Regions from separate parts of the Gossypium hirsutum genome. Here region 2 is linked to region 1. A link is a contact called in public Hi-C data. All regions are on one chromosome and are shown on one strand. The core of a region is the stretch at or near the end of the contact, and the rest is flanking DNA. Distances in the headings are between cores, read along the strand shown. Region 1 has its middle 3.7 kb from the start of LOC121211032. Region 2 holds the start of LOC107951266.

The links. Hi-C and Micro-C count contacts between places; a contact is called where the count stands out from the background.
Region 2: a contact with region 1 is called in a Hi-C map of leaf, with 1.7 times the contacts expected there. The contact joins the promoter of LOC107951266 here to the enhancer-like site in region 1. A contact is called at or near these places in 2 of 34 Hi-C or Micro-C datasets (hypocotyl and leaf).

Annotation. Positions count from the first base shown.
Region 1 is chrA12:98,157,420-98,161,505 of Gossypium_hirsutum_v2.1, forward strand. No RefSeq gene overlaps it. Among protein-coding and RNA genes, the nearest start is that of LOC121211032, 3.7 kb to the left of the region's middle. Within about 2 kb of position 2,287, at least 2 of the 9 cell types and tissues checked have an H3K27ac peak or open chromatin away from gene starts, as enhancers often do. A contact at or near this core is called in leaf, where this site is marked.
Region 2 is chrA12:98,432,909-98,437,489 of Gossypium_hirsutum_v2.1, forward strand. LOC107951266 reads left to right here and starts at 1,903. Exons shown (of 7, transcript XR_005906423.1): 1 at 1,903-2,616; 2 at 2,734-2,796; 3 at 2,879-3,238; 4 at 3,412-3,454.

The DNA.
Region 1 (4,086 bases), core at 1,037-3,536:
ACGACTTGGTTATTATTTCTAAGATGGATTTGAAGCATGCTTTGGCCCTTAGGGATATCCTTGAAAATTTTTGTGTATCTTTGATCATCGGGTTAATGCTCGGAAAACTATTATCTTTTTTTTTTCTAAAAGAGTGGACATTGATCTTGGTGATAGATTGAGCAACCTGTTTGGGTTTCAAAAGGTACATAACCTTGGTACCTATTTGGAGGTGTCGTTATTCCATGATAGAGTTACTTGCTCTAGTTTGAGGTTTGTGGTAGAGAAGGTACGAAGTAAACTAAATCAATGGGACGCTAAGTAGGTGTCACTAGCAGGTAGAATTACTCTTGCTTAAACTATTTTTCTTTTTATCCCTAACTATTTTACGCAGTCTATGCGGACTCCTAAAGGTATATATATGATGAAATTGAACACTTGGTAAGACAGTTTGTATAGGGTTCTTCTAATGGTGTAAGGAAGATGTCACTGGTTGAGTGGGATTCTATTTGCCAACCATGTTCTTGTGGTAGCCTCGAGTTTCGGTATCTAGAGGATCATAATTCCTCTTTTTTATTAAAGTTGGAATTTAATCTTGTATCCAAATATGATAAACTATGGGTTCAGGTTCTCCAAGAAAAATACTGGATAATGAAAAAGGCATCCAAAAATATAGCGCAAGGAAACTGTTTAGCTATCTGGAGAGTCATTGTTAAGGTATGGCCTTTATTGCGTGAAAACTTAGTTTGGTCTGCAGGAACTGGGAACTCTATACGTTGTTGGAAGGACCCTTGGATACCTAATTTAGGTCTTTTGATAAACTATGTACCTACTCATAATAACCTTATATCAAATAATTTGTTGCATGACATGGTAACTAGAGATGGGGTCTGGAATCTGAACTTGTTTAGAGTATGGTTGTCGAAGGATATTATTCAAAGAATTGTTAGTATTCCCCCTCCGTATTTCTTTGTAGGGGAAGATAGAATTAATTGGATTAGCACTTCCACTGGGGCTTTTATAGTGAAAAGCGTGTATAGATCACTTTGAGAGAGTTCTTGGCATACTAAAGATAGATGGTAAAAGGTTATTTGAAAGTTTTTGGGACCTCAACGTATTCAACTATTTTTATTGTTAGTCTTCAAACAACACTTTCTAACAAATATGGAGCGATTAAGGAGGAGTATCGCTCAACAGTTACGAAGGATACATATGAGATTACAATATATACAACATTAGAGGATAAGGCACATTCCAAGGGAGAGGAACCAAGTTGCAGATCGTATTGCAAAAATGACCACGACAATAAGTACAAATATGCAAGTGTTTGAAGACATTCTTGAAGATCTACCACTTGTTCTTGAAATTGATAGAATTGTCAATTTTTGATCATGTTAGCTTAATATAGTTAGTATGTTTTCCACACAAAAAATATTTCTTTTAAATTTATTTAATAATGAATATATGTGAAGTCGTAATAAAATTTTATTATAATACTATTAAACACATGTTCGATTCTTGAGTTGGTAATGTGTAATTCTTTTATTTAAAAATGATATAAAAGTATGAAAAAGACAAATGTATCATCATAATAATATTAATTATAATTTAAAAGAATAGGTGTTTTTTTAATTTCATGAATGAGTTGGTGACCAAATTAAAGGTGACACCTAGATAGATAATTATGTTATATTTCTTTAATTTCATTAATGAGTTGGTGGCCCAATTAAAGATCACAGAATATATTTTTGGTATAAGATAAAAAGATAATTTATTTTAGGTCGTATTTAATCAATTTATGACTAGCAACAACTAAACAATTTTCTATCACACTTGAAAATATGTGGTACCTAGTAATACGAATAATAAAGAAATAAAATAAAAAAAAAGTTGAATGATTCAACTTTGGAAAGAAAAGCTCACGTCCAAAGTATATTAAACTCAAATCTCTATCCTTTACAATGCTAACCTAATTCTAAGTAAAATAAAAAGGCTAAAGCAAAATTCAATTTTTAAACTACTAATGAAAATACAACTCTTAAATAAACTACCATAATCAATCAATCTAATTACAATATATATCTAATAAATAAATATAAAGCTTAGTTAAAATTTTAAATTATTTAACGAGTATTTAAACTTGTAAAAATAAGGACAAAGTTGAACGGACAACTTAGTTTATTTATATTATATTCATGTTCACTTTCTTATGTGTTAATTAAATAAATCATGTATGAATAATGTTTCTAATTCTAACGAAATGAGAGTTAGCTCAAAATACATGTGTTGTGTATAAGCCCAAATTAGGCCTCTTTTCTCATTCACACCACATGCTTTGCTATCCTGCACCATTCTTCACACACTCTTCCATTTGGTCCAGTCTTTTTAGATTTGGTTATATTGAACTTGAGTTTTAAATTTCTAGTCAAAATAAATTTTATTTTATGGTTTTTAAATATTATTCGATAAACTTTCAAAATATATTTTCTATAAAATTATATTTTCAAAGTAAATAAAATCCGACCATATCAATTCAAATCCTACTCCTACGAAATCAATTGCATGTGGTTTTCAATCTCATTTTCCAAGAAAAAAGACCGGCCTGCTTCACAAAGCCCAAAGTCATCACCTTTCCTCTACATTCTCAGATATTAAAAGTGGCAAGTGTAAGGTGTTTACTTTAGTGGGCATAGCAACACACTTTAAGCCAGCTGATCAACAAAATATACAATACCGCCATTAAACCAGCCCAGTTTGTTGCTCATTTGAAGGAATTAACTATTAAGCCACCTTTAAGCTTCAACACCAATGTCATCAAAATATTCATCCAAAATCTATTCAGCCTCTAACTAATGGAATGGAAGAACACCCTACACAGGTCACCAAGAAAGGGCAAATGGTGAAAAATTGCTCAAGAAAACTTTTATTTTTAACTTCTAAGTTTTTTACTTTTTTCTCTTTCTATGTTATATCAAATACTTACAAACTATTTATAGACTATTATCCTTAAAAAAATTGAAAATATTAAAATCTAATAATAGCCAACCAATGACTCTGGACCTTTCATTCTCCAAATAAAAAAAATTCTAAATTAAACCCATTAAAATCATATTTAACGTTTAATCAATAAAACTCCCCCGTAAACTTAAATGCTTCTCCCATCCTTCATGCTGATTAATTTCTTACAGTTGTCAAGTAGTGCCATCAATAGCGGTTTCGTGAAGATATCTACAACTTGGTCCTGGCTTACCACGTGCACTAATTTCACACTTCCTTCCTTTACATGATATCGGATGAAGTGAAAACGAATGTCAATATGTTTGCTTCTCTCATGATTCACTGGGTTCTTTGCTAACTCAATTACTGATTTATTCTCAACTGGTATCTCAGTCGCACCGAGTTGTTGTTGCTCCAACTCGTCTAACAAATTTCTGAGCCATATAGCATGACACACACACCAAGATGCTGCCACATATTCAGCTTCACATGTCGAGAGTGTCACAATTGGTTACTTCTTTGAAAGCCAAGTAAACACCGTGTTACCTATAAAGAACACATATCCCGATGTACTTTTTCAATCGTCTAAGTCTCCGTACCAATCACTATCAAAGTACCCAATGAAATTGTAATCTCTTACATTTGAATAGAATAACCCGAGTGACATTATTCCTTGGATGTAACATAGGATTCGCTTCAACACCTTCCAATGTGAATAAACCGGCTCCTTCATGAACCGACTTACAATGCCAACACTTAGCGAAAGATCAGACTTTGTACAAGTGAGATAGCTAAGACTTCCCACCAAACTTCAGTATTTGATCGCGTCAACTCGTTCTCCTCAATTGAATTTCGAGAGTTTTACACCTGGTTCCATTGATGTTGATACCGGTTTGCAATATACCATATTGTATTTCTTCAAAATTTCCTTTGCATATGTCTCCTATGACACAAAAATACCTGTCTCTTCTTGTCTTACCTCTAAACCAAGGAAAAACTTCATCAATCCAAAATCTGTCATCTTGAATTCCTTCATTTCTCTTCAAGAAAAGGGCATATTCATAGGGACATTGTTTGAACCCGTTCTCTTTGAAGTATGTATCAATACAT
Region 2 (4,581 bases), core at 653-3,152, 280 kb after region 1:
ACTAAGCTTTTGAAAATCTTCACTACTGAAGTTAACACTACCATCTTCACAACTGAGGCTATTATAGTCGGTTGAATCCTTCACCCATTTAAAATATTTACACCCCCGACGACCATCCTATTAAATGTTCAGAAAGGTTCCCACATTACTTTACCAGAAAACGCAGAAGCACATTAACAAAAAGAATAAACCTAACATTTGCCTTATAGTTCCCACATCCATAGAATCTACGACCACGATTAGAATCTGTCCAAGCTGCTCGAATTTGAGTCCCACATAAACACCTGCGAATTGCTCTGTGCGACTGATTTGAGCTCGATGCCATCTATATTTTTTCCCTAGCAGATTCAAACTTCCGTCATCAAATAGTAAGAAAAGTCAAAATAACCAGCAATGCACATCAAAAACTTTACTAACATCATCAATAAAACTTGAATCGAGTTGCAAACAACTACAACATCGAAATCTAAGCATGGTGTTCATAGGTAATCTATCTATAAGTTGTGATTCATAGAAGCATGTCACAATGAAACCAATGTACAAGAGGCAGAACAGTACCAAAGCAAACTGTTTTGAGCATAAATTGCAAGCAAAAACAGCTTTTAGTTAGCCTGATTCATAGAAGCATGTCACAATGAAACCAATGTACAAGAGGCAGAACAGTACCAAAGCAAACTGTTTTGGGCATAAATTGCAAGCAAAACCAGCTTTTAGTTAGCCTGTAACAACACCAAACATACCGGGTTTTATTCTTAAGTTTCAGATGCTGTTTTAACCCATTTCCAGCACACAAATTCAGTATTTAAAGTGAGCAGCAAAGCATAAAAATATGGGTAACAATGGTTACCAAATGATCACATGTTTGGTGCATTTTGATACTCAAAACTATCATGAAAAAATGTATCAAGGCAGGTTGTTTCTATGCCTAGATTTCAATCTCTAAGGACAAAGCTAGGAGTATCCAAGAAAAATCTCAAGGAGTGTTAGATTAAACCCAAAAATATGCTTTTTGTGGTGATCCATTAACAAATTATTTTTTTAATTATAAAAACCTCATAAAAACCTGTTATTTGGAGTGTTAGATTTCAATCTGTTATTTGGAATGTTGGCATTGTTTGCTAACGTTAACAAATTATTTTTTTTATAAATTACTTTAAAAACAAGTACGCTAATGAACTTAGAGATATTGGTGTCCAAGTTCACTTGAATCTAGACACCCATTGTCTAAGTTTATTCTAGAATTATAAAAACATAAACATTTATTAAAAATATTTAAAATTATTAATATTTATATTATAAAAACATTATAAATTAATTAAAATTTTTATGAATTTTTTTTAAAAAAATAATTATTACAAGCCATAATTTTTTATGAAAAGATAATTTATAAAAATTATTAGAAATCAATTAAAAACCATAAAATTTATAAAAAAATAATTTATTTGATTAAATTATATCACTAATATAACTTGGACAAATTAAAAAATAAGAGGAAGAATATAAAAAAATATTGTTAATCTTAATTTTATGATATAAGTTATTGATGTTTATATATATATATATTTATGATTTTTAATTAATTTTTAATAATTTTATAATTTTGTTTTTGTTTTTCTATAATTCCAAGACAAATAAATTGTCTATATGTATTTATTTATTTCTACTTATTTTAAAAATAATTTTAATTTTTTTTATTTTGCTTCTGACATCAGCCATGTCAATATATATATATATTTTGAATAAAGATATGACTGGATTTAATAATATAAAATAAAACATAAACAGAATTGGGTTGAAAACCACTAACTAGAGAAAACTAAAGCCAAAAGCTAACGAAGCTAATAAAACTAAAACCAAAAAACCTACTACAAAACACAGGCCTAAAACTAACGAAACTGGCCCAATCTCATTCGGTTTCAACTAAATTAAAACAGAAATAAAATATTATCTTATCTTCTCCCAGTAAAATCAACAGCTGGATTCCAATAGGCTTTGTCATTTCCATCACCGACCAGCTATTTAATGATAGCAGTTTTTCAAAAAGAGACTTCTAATTTTCTCTTCTATTTTTTTCACCAAAACATTTCCATCTTCCTCTCTTCAAGATGAATACCTTGGTCTATAGATCTATAGTTCTTGACGAACAGATTCAGAGATTCCTCCCACCAGGTAATAACTCTCTCTTCTCTTAAGGCTTCCTTCGCAATAACATGAGCGATCATATTTTCTGCTTTAGGGACAAAATGAAACTCAATCTCCTAGAATCTGTGTTTTATGCTTTGAATGTCTCTAATGATTGCTCCAATGGCCAATTTATCTGTTTCTGTACTTTGACATTTTCTAATAACAATTTTTGAGTCTCCCACAACATCCATTTTGTTAAATCCCACAAAAATTCCTAATTTTATTGCTTGTAATCTTGCATGTGCCTTTGCTGTGAACGGGGTTGCTATCTCGGAGTGAATGACCGCCTTTAATGCTAGAATCTCCCCTTCCTCGTTTCGTACAAGTAGGCCCGTAGCCGATCTAGAAGATTGACTGTCAAAGGCTGTATCAAAATGAACTGCGACTTTTGATCTTCGACAAATCTGGCGAATGGTTCTATCAACCTGAAAGGTGTGTTTTCCTTCTTTTGTTGCATCTAACTCTGAGATATAGCTTCGAACTTGCTTCGCTATTTCTCTTCCTGTTACATGTTTCCTTTCATATACTAAGCGGTTCCTGTTTGACCAGATTGACCAGAGACCACAACAGAAATGTCGGATCTGTTCGTTAGTAACTAGACGGAAGACCTAGGTAAGCTAGTCCCACATATTTTCAAAATTGTGGACTAATACCCAAGATAGGTTTAACTGATTCCCAACCATAATCGTTGTAGGACATTATTGAAAGACATGGCTACTATCCTTTTCATGTTGAAGACAGTGGGGCACTGATCATTCAACACAACTCTCTTGTGTCTGAGATTAACAAAGGACGGAATAAAGTTCCAAGAGATTCTCCATACTATTATTTTAATTTTTGAGGGGATGTATAAATTCCATAGTTTCTTGTAGAAGTTTTTAGTTTCGGCATGTATAATATAACTACTAGGATCCAAGTTAGACTTCTATAATAGTTTATAGGCACTCCTGACTAAAAAATCCCCGAACAGTTCCCCTCACCATACTTGAAAATCTTTATGCGCTGCCTCTGCCAATGGAATCTGCATGATTTTTTTCCTGCGTCCAAACAAAAGGTATTCATCACAGCCTCTACTTTTCAACTTCTAGTCGTAGCATCTATTAAATCCGAAATTAACTTAATGTTTGCATTGTTGTCCTGATTTTGTACTCGATCTGCTTCATTTCCTGAAATCTATAAATCATTCCAAACAAAAATCTGATCACCTCTCCCAACCCTCCATCATAGACCTTTCTCAAGGAGTCCTCTTGCTGCCCAAACACTCTTCCAGGTAAGTGAAGGTAAATTTCCAAGCCCGCATTAAAGAAATTTGAATTTGGATAATATTTTTCCTTTAAAACACGAGCTAATAATGAACTTGGATAATTAATAAGACGCCACCCCTACTTCGCTAATAACGCTATATTAAACTTTGCAAGATTTCGAAAACCAAGCCCTCCGTATTCTTTTAATAAGCATAGATCTTTCCAAGCACACTAATGAATGCCCTTCTTATTTCGACTTTTTTGCCACCAAAACTTGGCTATAATACCCTCCAATTCAGTACATAAAGACTTAGGAAGTAGAAAGCAAGCCATCGTATAGGTTGGAATGGATTGGAGTACAGCCTTTATAAAATCTTCTTTTCCTCCTTGTGAAAGATGCCTTATACTCCAGTTGTCAATATGTTTTTTAAACTTGACTTTCAAATTTTGAAATGATGTTCTCTTCCTTTTTCCCACCATATTAGGGAGCTCTAGGTAGTGTTCTGGATCAGTTGATCTTCGTACTCTAAGTGTCCTTGAAACTATTGTCCTTTCCCCCCTCTTGAGTATTTGTACTGAAAAATACTGTCGATTTATCATAACTAACACATTGGCTTGAACCCAGCTTGTATTCTTCCAAAATCTGTTTTAATGATTGTGCTTCCTTTTCAATAGCTTCTACAAATAAGATACAGTCATCTGCAAATAGTAGATGTGAGATAGTAGGTCCTCTTCGACTGGCTTTAACTCTTTTAAGTATGTTCCCTTCATTTGCAAACCGCATAAAACTGGAGAGGCCTTCTCCACAAAATAAAAACAAAAACAAACTTAAAGAATCTCCTTGTCTAATACCTCTAGTTGGCTAGAAAGTTTCACCAATGTTTCCATTAAAAACCACTGAATATGATACTGTAGAGACACACTTCATTATTGAGTCAACCCATTCTGAGTCAAATCTCATTTTTTTTCATTATTCCCTCCACAAAATGTCATTCAACTCTATCATATGCCTTACTCATATTTAATTTTACAGTCATAAGCCCTTTTCTTCTTGTCTTATTGTGTTTTAAAGTGTGCAAAATTTCATAAGCCAGTAACATATTATCAAAGATCAACCTCCTTAGAACAAAAGCACTTTGTCCTACATCTATAC